Regions from separate parts of the Gossypium hirsutum genome. Here region 2 is linked to region 1. Evidence: chromatin contacts called from public Hi-C data. All regions are on one chromosome and are shown on one strand. Each heading gives the region's core, a stretch centred on a gene start, on an enhancer-like site or on the middle of the called end of the contact. The rest is flanking DNA. Distances are from core to core; before and after follow the strand shown. Region 1 has its middle 13 kb from the start of LOC107897849. Region 2 holds the start of LOC121203552 (choline-phosphate cytidylyltransferase 1).

Evidence for each region. A called contact is a pair of places that touch in the nucleus more often than the background predicts.
Region 2: a Hi-C map of leaf shows a contact between it and region 1, with 4 times the contacts expected there. The contact joins the promoter of LOC121203552 here to the enhancer-like site in region 1. A contact is called at or near these places in 5 of 34 Hi-C or Micro-C datasets (all in leaf).

The regions. Positions count from the first base shown.
Region 1 is chrA11:20,302,576-20,305,941 of Gossypium_hirsutum_v2.1, reverse strand. It overlaps the pseudogene LOC107895878. Among protein-coding and RNA genes, the nearest start is that of LOC107897849, 13 kb to the right of the region's middle. Within about 2 kb of position 1,526, at least 2 of the 9 cell types and tissues checked have an H3K27ac peak or open chromatin away from gene starts, as enhancers often do. A contact at or near this core is called in leaf, where this site is marked.
Region 2 is chrA11:20,438,982-20,442,347 of Gossypium_hirsutum_v2.1, reverse strand. It overlaps LOC121203552 (choline-phosphate cytidylyltransferase 1), which reads left to right and starts at 1,869. Exons shown (of 8, transcript XM_041081314.1): 1 at 1,869-2,156; 2 at 2,384-2,497; 3 at 2,725-2,820; 4 at 3,075-3,117; 5 at 3,208-3,363. The coding sequence starts at 1,978.

The sequences.
Region 1 (3,366 bases), core at 277-2,776:
AGCCTCCTGTATACCCAAGTCCTCCCATTGTGAAGCCGCCAACACCAACCCCTCCTGTATACCCAAGTCCTCCCATTGTGAAGCCGCAACGCCAACGCCAACGCCTCCTGTATACCCAAGTCCTCCAGTTGTGAAGCCACCTCCAGTGGAGACCCCTTGTCCACCACCACCACCTCTGCTATATCCACCACCCCCGGCACAGCAAACATGCCCGATTGACACTCTCAAGCTAGGCGCATGTGTTGATGTGTTAGGTGGCTTAGTGCACATTGGTATCGGCAGCAGCGCCAAGGATACATGTTGCCCAGTGCTTCAAGGGTTGCTAGACTTGGATGCTGCTATCTGTCTTTGTACCACAATCAAGGCCAAGCTTTTAAACATCAATATCATAATACCAATTGGCCTTCAGGTCCTCATCGACTGTGGCAAGACTCCACCTCCAGGATTCCAGTGTCCAGCATAAGGATAGTACCCCTTTTTGGACAATAACATCATGTTCATCTCATGACAAGAAGTTATAATTGTCGAAAATTTCGAGTTTCCCCGTAAAGATATATTGAGGCATGGCAAGATGTGCTAATGTATTTCTTAGTAAGTAGTGTTCCAAGTTCCTAGGGAGGATTTGTGCTTCTAAGTTTTCTATTATGTTTTTAATTTGATTTAATCACCACCTAGATTTGTGGTGCTGTTTTTTCTTTCAATGTTATTTCAATGATACAATAAAGTGTCCAAAAATAGGTATTCTATAAAATCTCATGTTTAAAATTAAATTTCATATGTAAATGTCCTAAGGGCTCATTACTGTAAGTGCTCGAAGGGCTTCTTTCACTTACGCGCGTCGCAACTCATGATGGTAAAATTTCAGTTTTTTATCCTTTTACTATGTTCACATTTGGGATTTAGAACTTATCTTTTAATTTAACATATTATGATCTTTTACATTTGCAATGATATTAGTTAGTCCAAATAGTTAATGTCTTGTTGGTTAAAATGATATGAATTTTTAACACATTTCTAGCATACTTACACACAAAAAACCTATTTTTGGCATGATAAATTGGGATGTGTATTTTTAAGAGAAATTCGACCTCAACATCTTTACTAAAAAAATTAAGTATGTCAACTATTTTAACTAACTAATGATATTATAAAAATACATGAATCAAATTAAAGTATAAATTCGAAAATTTAAATTTAAATAGAACAAAAAGACTATAACCATAACTTGACCTAAAATAAATCTTGCCTATTTAATAAGAAGTTCGGTGTATTTAAAAAAAAAAAGAATATTTTATATCTTTTAAGTTAAAGTCTAAAAGTTATAATCCACGTGGCAGAAAATGGTTGGAGGGACACCAAAAAGAGCAGAAGAATTTTTTTTTTGAGGGACAAAAAGAGCAGAAGAATTTTGTTCAAACAAGACAGGGTCAATTCATAATTTGCAGCAAGTCCTCTTTTTAACCTACCTGACATTGTTACATCAATCAAGAGCTCACGCTCAAAGCCCAAGACAATCAACAGGTTAGAAGGCCCAAATCCCACAAATAAATATGAGTAGATAACAAGAAGTTGTTAAAACCTAGCAATGACACTTGAGGATAGTCAGTTAACAGACTAAACAAAGAGGTTGAAGGCACAATCTTGACGGATCAAGGACAAATGCCCCGACTAATCATGTGTTAATCCCCACATATCTAAAAACAATCAAAGCACCAAAGACATCGCGATTACTCTATTATTTATCGTATTTTGAGATTAGCATTAGAGCATCCTAGAGCATAAGTTCTACAAGCCTTCAACCAAGATGTTAACAACAACAAAATATAGTAACTAGCATTTATATAACCTTTTTTTTTTTAATTGTATAAAGTAAAACTTATTTTTTTAAAATTTTAATAAGATATTATAACCTAATATATTAATAAGACATAAATATATAATAGGAGTATATTATATATATCCTTAGGGTTAATTATATTAAACATACTCAAATTATAGTTAAAATTTTAAAGTAGTCCCCTAAATTTTAAAAATGCTTTGATTAAGTCCTCAAAATTTCAATATTGTATCAATGGGTTCTTCCATCAACCTAATGTTTGCTTAACCATTAAATGCCAACTTGGATCTGACATGTAGCATGTTTAAAACACGTGGATTAAATTTTTAACACTCTAGATCCAAGTAATTCATGTCATATGTATAAACATGTTTAAAATTTGATCCAAGTGTTTTAAATATGGTTTACATCATATTCAAACTAACATTTAATACTAAAAAATGATGACTAGGCTGAATTAAAAACATGATTGATGCAATATTAATACTCAAACAACTCAATTAAAACGCTTTATAAGCTTAAGGATTAATTTAAGATCTAGACTATAATTTGGGGACATATAATTAATCCTATCCCTTATTCAAATCTCTTCACTTATTTATATCATATCCAATAATATATTATCATTAATTTAAGATTATCTTTTTATCTTTTTTATAAATCAAGTAATAATTTAAATTTTACCCATTTTTTATTTGGAGTTGTATTCTAAAAAATAAAACAACTAGCGAAAGGCCAAATTATGAATATTAAAATTTAAAAGATAAAGCGTGAACAATTGAGAGTGGTATTAGCAATCCATCGCTTAAAACCTAATCACTCAAAACCATTTTAATTCGATTATTTCATTTAATTGAATCCCAACTTTTAGTTAATTCACCAAAATTGTTCGCTCCATATCCACTTTGTGAGATTGAATTGTAAGAACCACTTGTTAATAGTGATAGTGATGGTGATTTGCTCCGGTAAATGTTGTATATTTATCCAAAAAAAAAATTTCTTTTAATTACTTTTAAAATATAATATTAATAAACATTAAAAAAAAATACACTAAAGTCAAACGAAACAATGAAGAACAAAATGAGAATGAGGGCGAACTAAAAGATAAGGTGTACTTTGGTGCTGCAGGTCGCCCATCTATATGCTGGATAAAATGTAATTTAGTTGATTGAGCTTAGCTTGTTAATATTCCACAGTGGTAGGGGCATTTTCCCAGGCAGCCAACTTTAGTTTTGCAATCCATTAGTTTGTTCCCATTTTTATTAAAACTCCATGTTAAATAAGCTTAAATTTTAAATTTCTATATTTGCAATCTTTTTTCTACTCTCAAACTATGATCGCTTTTTCCCTTCAAATATACATGTCAATGTTTTGGTCTATAAAAGATTGCGGGCCGAGTAAAGCCAGCCGGTATAAACCAACCCATTTCCTCCAATGCCGAAACGAGGAAATGTATATTGGTACAAATAGAGCCCAAAAACTAACAAGAACTAATTTGTAATTTTCTTCCTTAAACAAAAATATATATA
Region 2 (3,366 bases), core at 620-3,119, 140 kb before region 1:
AATGAGATTCTTTGATTAAGGCCGTTTCATAGAGTGGACTATCCATTAGTTGATGTTGGTTCCATTCTAGGCCAGTTCCCTACTTGTTATTCAAATTGACCTATATTAAACAATTCTTTTCTTTGACCCAATTCACAAACTGGCTATGTGGTCAAACTTCTTACACCTGAAATTAAATCTACATTATTCCATTGCACCTTATTCAGCACTTCCCACCTTGATTAGAGGTTTCCATGTTTGATCCTTTCCTGATTTGTTTTCATACCCTCTTTTCCACCACCACCATCCAAGAGCGATAGCTCTTTCTATAAGCGGTTGTCTCATCACCTCCTCTGTTGCCACTATTTCTGCATTAGCTCTCACTGCGTACCAATAGGTAAATTTCTTCATGGCCACATCAATCGTACTTAAAGCATATATTAGGGAGTGATTCGTATTCCACTATTTGGAGATGACTCTCAATCCTGATCTATGAAATTGGTGGCTTCCTCAAATCAATACAAGTTGTCAAAGTTGTCAGAAGCATGAATCTCCCCCTTACACCACTATCATTATTAGTATTATCAATATTATCACCTTTTCTATTATATGGTCGACCGCGCATAATAAACTCTTTTTATACAATTCTATTAATAAAATAAATAATTATATTTAAACCACCACATTGAACAGATAAGGCTGAGACATTAAAAAAAAATGAAGTCCAAGACCCGACGACCAGATATTGTCCAAAAATAACCTATGGCACCTATAACAACACCTTCGTATAATCCTCCACATGCTTTAAATTTCACCATGTAATAAACATTCTCTAGTTTGACCGTTCATTCAACAATATACTAAAACCAATTTTATTTCATGTATTCTGGTTACATTTGTTTTCTCCATAAATGATTTCTCTCTAAAAGCCTAACTGAAGGTTAATTTACCCCTTTGTGACATCATCTTCAAGCAAATTAAAACCATTCTTATCCTTAGAATTCTACCTACCGTTCCAACTATTTAGCAACATGTCTCGAAATGAAACTCAATGGCCTTTCGTGTGATTCAAAACTACATCGTTGCCATCTAAAGGATCTTCCTCCCTTGACCGGAGGTTTTCAAATGTTGGATTATCATTTTTGTTTGAAAGAGCGTCTTCAAAGCTTTTGCCTATTTTTAGGACCTTTTAATTCATGAGATGATGTTAATATTACGTGTTTGTGTCAAATAAACATCACTTGAATTCAACAATAATTGAAAAAAATTATTTCTAGTTAAAAAGTATTAACAACTATTATTAGTGGGGATAAACTTGATTAAGGAATGAACAAGTAAAATGATGAAGAAATTGAAAAGATCGAACAAAAATATTTTATGTGAAAAAATCTCTCTAAAGAGGATACAAAAATAAAGAATAAAAAATATGGAGATAAAATAAAACCTCAAAACTCGAAATAAGAACCTTCGAAATATAAATCTAAAATTTTCTCAAAGCTTATAAATTATTTGTAGGTCAAATTAATATTAAAATAATTTACAGTGAAAATATAACCTATACTAATTAAATTTAGAGTGATAAACTAAAAGCAGAAAAGCCCAAAAAAATATGAATCTATGAAAAATTAAACTCATAATAAATCCATAAATAAAAAAGATTCAAAGGCAAGACATTAAGATCAAATTTACAATTTCCACCAAATCTTCATTTATTTATTTTTAATTCTTTTATAAATATTTCATAAAGCTTACTCATAAGAATCTAATTTAATTAAAAGTATTTTAATTGAATTAGAGAAAATTTTGAAGTGTGTGACGAAAGAAGCATGAAAAGGAATTGAACAAAATAATATTATATATAAAAACAGTAAGAGTTGTGTTTTACTTTTGATACTACAAAAATAGAAGCGAAAGAAGCGCGTATTCGGAGGCGTAAATGGAAGCCCCTTTCTTTGCCTTCACACCAGACCAGTAATCCAATTTATATTTACCACACTTATGAATTATTCTGATAAAATTTGTCCTTTTTTTCTTCTCATTTCTAACATCTCAACCATGAACAACGATAACAACACCCATTATCCCGACTCCGAGCGCCCTGTCCGCGTCTGCGCTGATGGGATCTACGATCTTTTCCACTTCGGCCATGCTCGCTCCCTCGAACAAGCCAAGAAATCGTCTGTTTGCCTCCCTCATCTCTTTCTTAACTTAATGTTTAATCTGTATATTTTTCTGGGCATCTTTGGAAATTCCTACTGATTAATGGGTGTCTATAAAAATTTTCCATCACTGCCTTTTCTTCTGATTTTCTTTTCCTTTTTTGAAGTTATTTGGCATTTTGTTTCCTGTGAAAGATATTTGTTTATTTGCAGCAGAAATAATATTTTTTTTTTGAAACTTTTAGGTTTCCCAATACATATTTATTGGTTGGATGTTGCAATGATGAAACAACCCACAAGTATAAAGGTAAAACTGTTATGACCGAAGCAGAGCGCTATGAATCCCTTCGCCATTGCAGGTTTTACTTCTTTCTATTTTTATAACTCTCAACTTGTTCTAGTTATTGTATTGAAAACCATTAAAAAAGAAAAGAACTCACCCGTGATGCTTGTTTCGAAGAATATTTCAGTTGTAAATCTTTTGAATTCAAAGGGAAATAGTGAATGTGAAGCACAATTTTAATCAATTTATCTTTCTGCAGTTGAAGGAAGTGACTTTGTCTTATTTGTTATTCATTTCTCATAGGTGGGTTGATGAAGTCATTCCTGATGCACCGTGGGTGATCAATCAAGAATTTCTTGATGCATACAATATTGACTATGTGGCTCATGATTCCCTTCCGTAAGGATGCTTGCTTTGACACTAATTCATTCATGGTGAATGCTGCATTGTTAAGAAAGATATAGAAACAAAACTACTCTATATTTGTTTTACATTGCACAAAACTACTCTATATTTGTTTTACATTGCACAAAACTACTCTATATTTGTTTTACATTGCACATCTAAGACTTTTAGTTGCCGAAAAACATATAAATACTTGCCATTCATTTGTTCATGTAGTCTTTATACTTTGCCATAAATCCTTTTTACAGCTATGCTGATGCCAGTGGGGCTGCGAATGATGTGTATGAGTTTGTGAGTTAATTGAGACGCTTATTTGTACTTAATTATAACAATTGGTGCTTTTTTAAACTGTGTTATATTAAAGTGGGCTCTTGTTCCTAGGTTAAAGCTGCCGGAAAGTTCAAGGAAACTCAACGAACCGAAGGGATTTCAACGTCAGATATTATAATGAGAATTATTAAAGATTATAACCAGTATGTGATACGTAACTTGGACCGTGGATATTCGAGGAAAGATCTTGGAGTTAGCTTTGTAAAGGTA